2 separate regions of the Culex pipiens genome follow, and region 1 is linked to region 2. Evidence: chromatin contacts called from public Hi-C data. All regions are on one chromosome and are shown on one strand. Each heading gives the region's core, a stretch centred on a gene start, on an enhancer-like site or on the middle of the called end of the contact. The rest is flanking DNA. Distances are from core to core; before and after follow the strand shown.

Region 1 (6,381 bases), core at 1,745-4,244, 130 kb before region 2:
ACTAGGAACCCCTAGGTCTATCCACGCCCGTTTCCAATGACCGTGAGAAGATGCCAGAAAATCCAGCTATGAGCTAAATCCACAATAAGTTGATGATTCCGAAAATAGCTTTGACTGATTTTTGTTAATATCATATCAGTATTCAGCAGCATTCACATCTCAGAAAATGTGGTAACATTTTTTTGTTAATGTATGTTTTGCCAACGATTTTTCAAACGTTTCATATCACGCTTTTCAATTAAATACTAATAATTTTTTTCATAATGGCCTATCTACAATCACTTAGCTTAGAACATCTAAGTAAAGTAGTTACTTAGGAAAGTACGCAACTTACGGCCGTCATCCACAATCAACTTAGAAATTTTGCTGGGCTGATATACGTTGCTATGCAGTTGTTTGTTTACCTTTGATATTGAAACGTCAACTTACCGTAGATTTTGAAATTTTTCAAACCATACGTCAGTTTCTAATTTGATTACTTTTCCATTGTAGAAGCTCGGCTTCATTTCCATTGATTCAAATTCCTTAGCTAAGTGAAATTTTCTAAGCTAAGTGATTGTAGATAGGCCATAAGCCTTTAGGAATGAAATATTTATTACTTTATTATTTTAAAGAATAGATTTGAGGAAATTGATAAATTTCACGGGTATTCACAGAAATCTTCAAATTTTACGAATTTCACGTGTTCGCGAAATCGTGAAAATTCACTAAGCATCATGTACAACCCGTGCGTTTTGAGAAAAAATGCATTTGAATGTTGAGCATAATTTTTCAATTCCCATTTTAATATAAAAGCAAAAGAAGGTGTTCTAATCTAGGTTCTTATGATAATAATCGATGAAAAACGTTGCCTTCATTGATACTTGATCATCCATATTCAATAAATTATTATTTCCTCGATTATTTCCCTCATTCTATTTAAAAAAAACAAACATAATTTCTTTTGAAAACACCAACATCTATACCTCGATGGATCGAAGTAGGTCGCGTGACGGGTCGGACGCAAATTTTTGTGCTCCTGTCATTTTCATGGAGTGTTTTGATTTTTTCATGTTTGAGGCAAAATTTTAATGTCTTTAAAGTTATTTCAACGGTTTGCGAATGTTCTAAAACTTGTGCTCCTAGTGAAGAAGGAAACTGTTTGGTCCGCGCCGGAAGTGAAAGTGAGAAGGAGACCATCAAACTGCCAAGAGACCAAGAGAATTACTCAATTCGCGTTACGGACAGCTTTATATCGGACGGTGCTGGGTGGCGTTAGTCTGAAGAGGATTACTAGAATTTGGCCAACTACGTGGAGCTGAAAGTCTGAATTTTTGGATCCGTCAGGATCGCCGCCTGTGGCCGTAATTTGGATCTGTGCTTCCTCCGGCATAGAACGACTGTTCAAGATCATGTTGTTCAAACCCGGTGAGGAATTTCCTTTTTGCATCTTATTTAATTTCAAGCGTTGAAGGAGTGGCCGTGGCTAAATTGTTACGATGTTCGCTTTATAAGCGAATGGTCCTGGGTTCGATTCCCATCTGCTCCCAACGAGAAAGTTAAAGAAATATAAATTCGTGAAACTCCTGAACATGATCGAAAAATCAAAGTTGCTCGAGGCGGGATTCGATCCCCCGTCCAGGTTGATAAACAAAAAGGCTAACAACTAGTCCATCGTGGCTTGATGAGCTATGACTGGAATTAGGAATACTGTTAGTGCTAACTATATACGCGCTGGGTCTTTGTCCGTTTGACAAAGGTTCGGAAGTTCTAAATAACGTTTGAATCTGATTGATGCAAACGTTCTTCAGGGCGGGGCTTGTCGATAAAGCTGAAGTACCTCGCGCTCGGCTAGCCAGCGTAGAAATGGGTCACCGAAGCTCGGCAGAGCTAACACCTTCCAAATGCCTATGCGAGTTATTTGCATGTATAGAATGTAGATCTAAAAAATACATGGAAACAACTCAATTTGTAAGAAGCGACCGCGTGGTCCCGTTTGATTGGTTGCACACACACACACACACACACACACACACACACACACACACACACACACACACACCATCATCTATACCTCGATCTATACATATCACCCTGCTGCACGCCCTGCTGTCATTGGAGGGGAATTCCCCTTAAGCTTTGTTATGATTCTTTTTTCTTCGCCGAATGTACATGGCGCCTTTTGCAAGTGGAGGGAAAGTTTTGTTATGATTTGCTTTTCGACGGCAAATGTAAATCGACGCCAACATTTCAAAAAGCATCATGTACAAACCATGCGTTTTGAGAAAAACGCATTTGAATGTTGAGCATCCATTTTCAATTCCCATTTTAATATAAAAGCAAAATAAGATGTTTTAATGATAACAAACGATGAAAAACGTTGCTTTTATTGATACTTGATCATCCAAATTCAATAAAACATTATTTCCGTAATTTTATTTGAGAAAAACAAACATAACATCTTTTGAAATCACCAACGTTTATATCACCCGGCTGGCATTGAGGGGGACGCTTTGTTATGATTCGGTTTTCTTCGCCGAATGTACATGGCGCTTTGTTCATGTTGCTTTTTTTCCGTCACGAGGTTCATGTAGTCTTTTGTTTGACAGGTTGACAGGGCTATATAAACAGAGACTGCTGATGGCAGAGATTTTGTTTATGTTACTTTATTTAAAATCATGATTAAACAGACTTTACTGAAGTAACTGTTGGTCATTTTTGGTGGAGAGGTAGCTTATTAGGAGTACTTTCAGAATATGCAATAACCCAGAAAGTGTCAAAATGTACATAATGTCTTTTGAAATGTTACCGTCGAAATGGCGCGAGGCTTATCCCGTAATTTCGACATTACTTATTAAATTATATTAATATTATTAATTTTCAGGATTTAGGACCCTATTGTAAGTGCATTTGCAAATGTAGCGTCACGTTATCTACGATCGCCTCGTTGTCGTTTTTGCATTCTTCTTTCGTTCTGTCATCGCTCTTGCTGCTGCTCGCTGCCTTCGTTGCCTGTTCTCATTCGCAGTCCAGCACTCGGCTCGGTCGGTCGTGTATTCTCCGCTTCGTTCGTTCGGTGTTTGAGTTTACGGTTTTCTTTTCTTTCCACTTTCACGAGACGCGGCAGCAGATTTTCCACGGGATTGTCCGCGGATTGTGTTTGGTTCGGTGTTTTGATTTTGCTCGGCACGGATACGGAAACTGGATACGGAGCTGGTTTGGAGGTAAGAGATTGGATTGAAGATTTTTTGCGTTGAATTTTTGCTTGCTGCTGATGGTTGCGTGGACCATTTTTTTCGTTTCTTCTGTCTTTTAGCTGAAGATTTTCATGGGTAGACGGAGATAACAGCACTAGAAGCCGTTTGCCAGAGTGGGACGGGTGAGAGAGTCCGAGAAGCAAGTGAATCGAGAGATCACGGAAAGGGGTCTTTCAGGGATGAGGTGTTTAATGTTTATTTTTTTAATTTGAACGATTCCATTCAAAATATTCTTATGGCTATTTTTTAATGATTCAAGTTTAAATTTTAAATTGATAATTTCTCCAATGCACTTGTTATGGACGGTCCCTACAGATTTGGAGCATCGGTAACAGTGAAAGAGAAGGCAATTAAAATTCCTTTACATAATAGCTCTTGCTCTAGTGCATCAGGTCGAAGGGTGAGGCCTGTAATGTTAGCCAAAGTTTAACAGCTGATAATACTCAACTGCATTACGTTATTCTCAGTTGAACATGGATTTTCCTTTTCATCTTGCAACCAAAACATGAAAAATCACAAGATTACAACGTGTCCAATGTCTACTCGGATCGTTGTTTCCAAGCTTACCACGACGGATGCTCGACCAAAAGAGACAGCGCTTGCTGTGGGTTGTTTAGCTGCGTGTTCGTTTTCTCTTGTTGTTTTGTTTACCTTTCACGCATTTTCTTATGTTGTAAACATAAACGCACAATCAGCATAATATTATTATTTTGCTGCGACATGAATGATTCACTCTCGGGGGCTCGCGGTCTGCGTTCCGAACATTCCGGAAGATAGTGCCAACAAATGTCTCGTTGGCAGTGTCTCTCGCGCGATGACGTGACACGATTTGGGTTGTGCGAAAAGCACCTGACCGAGCTGCACCGCCCAGCCCAGCCACCCCCACGTTGAAATCGAAATTATCATCGTTTGTTCGTTGTCGCTTCGTCGCCGCGTTCCGCTTAGGAATGCAGTCAGCGTTACTGTTTCGTTGTTTATCTTTGCGACACTTTCGTATTGCTGCTACAAACTGTTGAACTAGGGAGTGGGATAGATCGTAGGTTAAGGGTAATTAATAGACGTAAGAAGTTATTGGCATAGAGTCTTAACATTACAATTTATTAAAAAAAAAAAAACCAAGCTGGTTCAACTGACCCAGAGAGCTCATCCGGCATGTGTGTGATGTTCGTATTTCGCTACTGACTGCGTTCCTCTTCATACACATTCACGTCGTGCTGCATTAGCAATAAAGCAAAGAAATTGAGAGCAACCTCAGGGGCGCGTGTGTGTTGTTTTGTTGCCGCGGCGCTTTCCTTGCCCCTCCGCGCACGATCAACAGCAAAAGAAATGCAAAATTTCTCCGTCTACGGAATGTACGGGCAGTGCGATTTCGTTTAAAACAATGCTTTGTTGTCTCTTGCAGGGCGCCCTCCCCCCTAGGCACACGATGGCCAACGTCAGCCCGAAAAGGTTCTCCGAGGAGGCCGAAGCGGCCGTCTCGGTGCTGCGCGCGATCGTGACCTCGAAAAAGGGCGCGTCCACCGTGCACAGCGTGCTGGCCGATTTCCGCGAGCTCGAGGGTGGCCCGCTGATGTACAAAAAGTTTGGCTTTCCCAACGCGGACGAGTTCCTGAAGGCCACCGGCGCGTTTGTCGTGCAGAGCCGAATGGGCGAGGTAAGTCGACACGACTGTCTGGGCGCAATTTGATACTGGATTAACTAAAAATACGTTGTTTTCTGTTTTTGCAGTCGGTGGTATTTGCGAAGCATTCTGCGGCCTCGGCGCACATCCAGAAAATGGTGTCGGCCCAGCGCAGCACCAAAACCAGAAAGTCCGGATTTGCCGTTCTGCGGCAGCCGCAGAAGAGAACCGGTGGCAGCAGCTGGAACCCGAGCGCGTACAGTAAAATGTACCCTCGGGTGCCGTACCCGGCCCAGAAAAAGTACCCACAGCAGCAGCAATACTCGTCCTACCAGCGAAACAACGTCAATCCGAGTCCCAAGCAGTTCTTCCCGCCGGGATCGGCAAAATACTCGTTCAACAGCCAACCCAAGCCGCTCATGTCGCTGAAGATAGCCCCACCAGCGCAGCAAAGCACTCCGGTTAACCGGCCTGAGGCAAACAACAACAGTTCAGCGGCCAAGAACCTGAACCGGGCCACCCAGGGCCAGGGACCACTCCCGAACAACGATCTCCGGCACAGAATCAACAACGACAGGGCACCTCCCCCGCAGCAGAGGCAGCTGTCCTCCCTAGAACTAAAAAACCGTACTAACCAACACCAACAGCAGGACCTCCAGTCTCCAACTCACGTCATCAACAAGGACGCCCTCCAGAAAACCATCTACGACGCTCTGGCCAGCAACCAGGCCTTCAACGCACCACGGAGCGTCAACGCGCGGCTCAGCACGGACGTCGTCCGAACATCGGAACCCGTCAAACCATTCGAGGCATCGCCCAATGGTGTCGGACAGCCGCGCCAGGAATTCAGTCGACCGGTTCGACCGGCTGCTGCTTCCCAGCAGCCGTTAATTCTGGCGCCTCCCTCGACTCCCGTGGTGCCGCTGCCGACACTTCCCGGCAAGAAGTCGCTTCAGGAACGCCTCAAAATCAACCAGCAAGTGGACAGCGTCGATCTGGAGAAGGCCGCCAAGGTTGTCGCTCCGCAGACGTCACCACCGCGGGCGCCAGAACTATCGCAGCAGGTTTGTATTCGTTTTCGAGGGTTTCGTTTAAAATTTGTATTGGTAATTACTGCACTCGATCGAAATAATACGATCGTAATTTGCCGATAGTAAGTCGTAATTTGTCAATTGTATTCAAATTTAAAAAAATAATATTTTTTTTATAATTCATTTTTATTTGATTTGTAATTTGTTGTTTTATTGAATACGGCAAATTAATATATTTAAAGCATCTAAAATATTAAAAAAAAAAAAATACAAAAAAATTAACAGTCCCAAATTTTAAAAAAATTCTAATACTTTAAATTTTATAAATAAATTTTCTATATTTTAAAATAAAATTATAATTTCTAAAATTTTAAAATTTTGATAATTGCTAATTTAATTTATTTTTAAATTCTTAAATTAATTTTTTTATACATTTTTTTTAAATTTCAACAATTATAATTGAAGGTTTTATAAAGTTTAAAAATTTCTTAAA
Region 2 (6,561 bases), core at 3,914-6,413:
AGAATTTCCCATTTCGTTCCAGCAGTGTGAAAATGGTTATTATAAAAGTGTATACAGCAGAGACCGTCCGTCCAAACCGACCGACCGACGACGTCGACGTCGAGAGGGAAGATTGTGCCACACGGGTGCGGCGTGGATGTCCGGGACTGAATTGGAAATGGGATTCGGGCAAGGAAACTCGAGCCCCGATGGGGACCTGTGCGGACGAACGAACAAGTGAATCCCGTGGGACTTGAAGGAAGCAGGGCGAACAAAATAACTCCACACTGGCCGCAGTTCGCAACGTTTTTCCCGTGCAGTGCAAGGTTTAGAAAAAAATAAACTTCACTTTAAAAAATATTCCCAAAACTTACGTTTAAACGCACGCGGTTTGGCCTGCTTCCTGCGTGACATCGTGTCCCACTGGTATTCCACTTCACCGAATATCTAAAAATCGTTCACTTCACAAACTTGAACAACTAATCTTCACACCAACTTCAACTCCAATCAAAGTAGCCCCACAATAATCACGTCCCACGTGCAAAACACCAACCGCCAACGAAAAAGTAGGCAACACGCACAACACTCCACAACCCAACCAACGAAACCAACTCGTCCGCACAAAAAACACCTTCACTGGTCGGTTTTCCACGCCGGAATGCAGGCAACAAGCACAAGCAGGCAGGCTGGCAAACTCTCGACGTCGCGACGCTTCCGTCTCAGCAGGCGGAGAAAGAGCGTCGTCGTCGGAGCGAATCCTTTTTTTCTCACCAGCATGGCGCGCGCGTTTTTGCTCTCTCTCTCTCTCTCCGCAGGAAGGGCGCGCGCAAAGAGGAATTCGGAACCAAAACATAGCGACTACCGAGAGAGTCTCGGGGACACATGCTGAGGGAGGGTGAGACCACGGAACACCATGCGGTCATCGTGCTGGGTTCGGTGATGTTTTGATGAAGTTTGAATTAGTGCGTGTTGAGGGAAGGATTTTTTTTTAATTTAATTTCATAAGGGGTTATCGTATACATAGTCAAGAAAAGAAATCAAGAAATTATTTTTAGAGTGAAAAAGACTTTTCTACAACATCGAATACTGACATTATTTCAAAGAGATCGTCACTTTGAAAAATATGATTTTCCAGTAGAGGCATAGCGAGAGGGCAGAAAGTGACACCTTATAGTAGATTAATCTGCAAAATTAAAAAAATATTTTAGACTCTGCAATTATGCGTATGCTTTAGAGTGTACACAGTAAAAAATGATTTTTTTCAATTCTGTTTTATTTTTATTTTTTTAAATTACTGAACAGACGATACAGACGATTTAAATTACTGAAAAGAGTCTGAACAGAGTTACAGTTCAGACTAGATTATCCGAAGTTTCAATTATCCGAAGGTTTGTATGGAAAGTCGGATAATCGAATCAAGAACAAAAAAAAATAGTTTGTCGTTATTTTTCTGTTTCTGGTTTTAAACATCAAATTCGAGTTCTGCGACTCTATTTTAGTCAATTATGAACAGTTGATTGCCTATTAAATATTAAAATGAGTAATTCTCGCTGAAAGTGGACCACTATTTACACAAGGTGCTCAAAAATCAAATGCAATGTACTTTTCCAATAGCCCCCATCAAGTTATGAAAGAAACCATGTTTGGTTGGTTGAATTTTTCCTCATCTCGGCGCCACGAAGCTAAAACATTTTTTTCAATTGGTAATTTTTTGACTTAGGCGTGCCTACAAAATTGCAAATAACTTTGCAAAACTTCAACAAACCCTTGATGTTTAGGGGTGTTTAGGGGTCGAAAAACTGACAAATCCATTCGAAAGCTGAGACGATTTCACATAAAGGACCAATAAATCTAAGGTGTATGTTCCTCCTATCTTTTTTAATCTAATTTTAATTCTGCGAGCACAGCGCTCCGTTCGCATTTCGGGCACCCAAAATGTTGCAATTTGCTTGCCCCATTTTAAGGTTTTGTCAAAAAATATAGGTGCTCACTTTTTAAATGATAGTTTATTGTCCAAGGATCAAAATGCACTTTCGATAATTGACCAATATTTATGTTTTTGGGTTCTTCCAGGCAATTTAATGTCGAAAAAATGTTTTTTTTGAAAATGCTTACTTACAATTGGGTGGACTTTTTTTTCAGTAGAACTAATGAAAAAAATGTAGGAAATCTCACTACGAACATTTTTCTCTAAAAGAAAACGAAATTTCGATACTCCAGTGCCAAGATATTTTAGTTTTAGTGAGAAAAAAAAGTGCCAATTTTACAAATTTCTCGGAATCAACAAGCACGGCCTATTATTTACATGCGGCATGTGTTTTAGAGGCCAGAGTATGGTTTCTTATAGTTTTTTTTGGTCGCTGAATTCGGATCTGGAATCAAATTTCAGATTAACAGTGAACCGTGATATTTTAGTCATGCTCAAATATTATTTGCGTGTATTCCCCATAGCCACTTAGGGATCGGCAGCCGAAGCCGCTAACCACCGCGCCACGAGGCCTCTTAAAACAATCAGAAGTTGAAAAAAACAATCTCTATAAAAAAAATCCATGAGTAAAATATCAATTAAAGGTGAGCGAAAGATGAAATATGACCGAATTCACTAGCGATTAAAATTACAGCATATTACCGCAAATAACTTTTGGGCGTGGCTCCAAATTTAACTGTTAATCTGAAATTTGATTCCAGATCCGAATTCAGCGACCAAAATAACTATAAGAAACCATACTCTGGCCTCCAAAACACATGCCGCATGTAAATAATAGGCCGTGCTTGTTGATTCCGAGAAATTTGTAAAATTGGCACTTTTTTTTCTTACTAAAACTAAAATATCTTGGCACTGGAGTATCGAAATTACGTTTTCTACATTACATTTTCTTCATTAGTTCTACTGAAAAAAAAGTCCACCCAATTGTAAGTGAGCATTTTACAAAAAAAAACAATTTTTCGACATTAAATTGCCTGGAAGAACCCAAAAACATAAATATTGGTCAATTATCGAAAGTGCATTTTGATCCTTGGACAATAAACTATCATTTAAAAAGTGAGCACCTATATTTTTTGACAAAACCTTAAAATGGGGCAAGCAAATTGCAACATTTTGGGTGCCCGAAATGCGAACGGAGCGCTGTGCTCGCAGAATTAAAATTAGATTAAAAAAGTAGGAGGAACATACACCTTAGATTTATTGGTCCTTTATGTGAAATCGTCTCAGCTTTCGAATGGATTTGTCAGTTTTTCGACCCCTAAACACCCCTAAACATCAAGGGTTTGTTGAAGTTTTGCAAAGTTATTTGCAATTTTGTAGGCACGCCTAAGTCAAAAAATTACCAATTGAAAAAAATGTTTTAGCTTCGTGGCGCCGAGATGAGGAAAAATTCAACCAACCAAACATGATTTCTTTCATAACTTGGTGGGGGCTATTGGAAAAGTACATTGCATTTGATTTTTGAGCACCTTGTGTAAATAGTGGTCCACTTTCAGCGAGAATTACTCAAATGCATTTTTTAAATCTTTCGTCACCGCCATATTGGCCGCCATCTTGGATTACAATTTTTTTAAGCACTTAAGAGTAGTTAAGGGGTTATACTTAAGCTCAACAATCAAAAATTAGACAACGATTTTTTTTTTCGTGATTCGATTATCCGAAGTTTCGATTATCCGAAATGAAATATTTCGGAGGCCTTCGGATAATCGAGTCTGGACTGTATGCTTAATTTTAAAATTTTGTTATGTTATTTAACAATTTATATTCAGTTTTTAAAAAATATTTTTAATATACTTTCTTGTAGTTTTAGAATTTTCATAATTTTTAAACTTTTAATAAAGCTGAAGCAAACATTTCACTAAAATTCCAAATATTTTTGAATAAATTTAAACATGCATAAAATGATGCTAAATGTGAGAGAATCGTTTTGAATTCATTTCAGCTGCTTGCACTTAAATTGAAGTTCAAGTTTTGAAGTTTTTTGATTACATAATTTTTTGCAGATTCGAAATTTATACAATATTTCCTGTAATACTGTAGCAATATTTTACCATTCATTCATATGCAAAGCAAATAGCTATGGGATTTAATTAATTTAATTTCAGCTTATTTCACTCAATTCCCAAAACAACATCGTGAGAACAGCGGCCGCATTCTAGTAACATCAGCATCAAAGTTGGCCCTGGGCCGTTTCCTAGGTCGAGCATCGCAGCATGCGTTTTGATCCTTTGAATTTTCAACCACATCAGGAAACCTTTACACGCCAATCAATCAGCGGGTGGGGACTTCAACAAAAACAGCCAAGGTGAAAAATTGCTGCAAAATTACCCTTTGAGAATGAAAGCTAAGTAATTTAGTGGAAGTTAAAAAGAGTAAAAGGTACACAGAAAAAAAAGCAGGGTAATATTACATCTGGGAAGGTGTACTTCAAAAAAATAGCAAAAAAACATTATGCGATAATAAACATCGACAATTTTCAAAAATTCATAAGATTTTTAAATCAACCCAAACATGCTAAAAATGATTCCAAACGCAGGGGAATGCATTTTAAATTGATTTCAGCTGATTGCAGTTCAATTTCCATTGAAATTTTGAAGATTTTGAATTTTTTTTTTGCCCTCTGATTTTTCGGGCCAACTTTGAAGGGGGAGAGAAAAAACTTTAAATAAAATCTGGTACAAATTTTATTAATGAGAAATTAAAAAATTGATCTTAAAAATATTTTGTTATTTAACTTATACTAACATTGTGCTATTAAGAATCGCAGTCCAACACTCGCGGCTAAGGTGTCTTTTCCACCACACACAAACCTTTCTTTCCGACACATCCACCAATATCAAAAGGGGTGGCAGTAGGCGCCCCGCGAGGAGTGCTTGATGCCTTCTCAGCTGTTGTGTGGTGTGCGTGTTTCAACTTCTGTTTTGATTCCATCATTCCAAATCAAACAAGTCGGCGACGGCGCTCGCACCCAAAGCACGCCTCGGTGGAACACGTGTTTTTTTCAGCGCGTATTAAATACGCGTGAAGCAGACAGCTCATGGCTTGCTTACGTAATGCGTGGAAAATTGCGTTTTGGAAGTTCGAATTGATTTTCTTTAAAATTTTAGTGCTTTAAAAAGCTTCAAAACGGCAAAATTTTCAACAAGTTTCATGAAATCACATTCATGGAATGGCGCTGGTTTCGGTGTATCGAATACTCGCTAGTAGTGTTAACTTGCTCGCACAGTAGTATGAGAGACTAAAACTCAGCTGTCACTTGCCTCTGGTTATGCATTTTTCTGGTCGTCGTCGTCGTGAACGCAATAACTCTCGAATCGATAATCACGGTTTTATTTTGGTGTTTAAATTTTGGTGAGTTTGGATGAGTTTTTCTTTTATTTGAAGTTTTTTTTTTAAATGGCGTTTATTAAAATGTTTATTTTTCGCAGGTTTTCACCATGAGCAGCAACACGGGACCACAGCAGTATGTCTACGACGAATTTGGGCCCAAATATAGTGATTTGCCGATGGAGGTGAGCATTTTTTTTCTGTTGTAATTACTGTTCCCGACAGTAGATCCCGTGACTTGATTGATTTCTTTATATTGTGAACAAGGGAGGCTCAAATTGAGTCGCACAAACGTGTTGTTTTTGGACAATTTTCGTCGCGAATCACCTTATCAAATCAGACATCGACCCAGACAGAGATAAACACACCCAAAGGAAAAATATATCTCAAAATCTGCAACAGTGGATTTGCTGCAGAAAATGTCACATTTTATAACATTTTTTGCAGCAAGTTCCTAGATCATTTTTGCCCGCGTGTAAATATTTCAGCGATCTGCAGTTCTCACCAACACATATAAGGCTGGCCCGTCCCCGAGCAACACTCCAAAGAGAAGCATATGTTGGTGCTCTTTCACTCACTTTTCATCAAGCATCCATGGCGCGGTGGTAGCGTGTCGGATCAATAACCAAGAAGTTGGTGGTTCAATCCTCGTTCTGATAAGGGTTTTTTTTTGTGAAATACAACCAAAAAGCCGTCGGTAATGTCGATAATTGTCGGTAACGGGCAAAAATGTCATACCCCTATATCGCAAAAAATGCATGAGGACAGTTTTCATGCAGATTCTGATATACTTTCATGCCGCCATGCGTCAAAATCATGCGACCGCCGGTTGGGTGCATCAGGGAAGCAATAAAGCGTCACATTCTCTCACCATCAGAGTCGAGAGTTATCTGTTTGCTGCTCTTAACCCACTTCCCCTTGTTGTAATCTTATCTCACCTACGTCACAAAACTACACAGTACTAAGTAAAGTTCTTTCTTCTTTTAATCCACGGTGCGCTAAAATAGATTCTGGTGGAGATATTTGGATACCTTAATCCGGGCGATCGGTTCCAGGTCGGATTAACGTGCAAACGTTGGCTTGAGGCGACCCAGTATCAGCAGTTTGTAAACGATCTTTGTTTGGCCTTTCACAAAACCCACATTAGCGACTCGACGAGTCCAGTGAGCGGACTGCTGCAAAGTTCGCGCAACTTTCAGAATGTGGTCCTGTCGCAGGTGGATTTCAATGAAACGGAACGGTTTTTCAGTCGCTTTGGCGAGAATATC

Evidence for each region. Hi-C and Micro-C count contacts between places; a contact is called where the count stands out from the background.
Region 1: a contact with region 2 is called in a Hi-C map of embryo, with 4 times the contacts expected there. The contact joins the promoter of LOC120428249 here to the promoter of LOC120428251 in region 2. A contact is called at or near these places in 2 of 3 Hi-C or Micro-C datasets (embryo and whole body).

The regions. Positions count from the first base shown.
Region 1 is chr2:223,706,962-223,713,342 of TS_CPP_V2, reverse strand. LOC120428249 (tudor domain-containing protein 7B-like) reads left to right here and starts at 2,994. Exons shown (of 9, transcript XM_039593237.2): 1 at 2,994-3,203; 2 at 3,296-3,358; 3 at 4,639-4,890; 4 at 4,965-5,921. The coding sequence starts at 4,663.
Region 2 is chr2:223,580,073-223,586,633 of TS_CPP_V2, reverse strand. It overlaps LOC120428251 (F-box/LRR-repeat protein fbxl-1-like), which reads left to right and starts at 5,163. Exons shown (of 4, transcript XM_039593241.2): 1 at 5,163-5,317; 2 at 5,395-5,478; 3 at 6,301-6,561. The coding sequence starts at 5,404. LOC120428250 (zinc finger protein 423 homolog) reads right to left here and starts at 607. Exons shown (of 10, transcript XM_039593238.2): 1 at 354-607. The coding sequence starts at 393.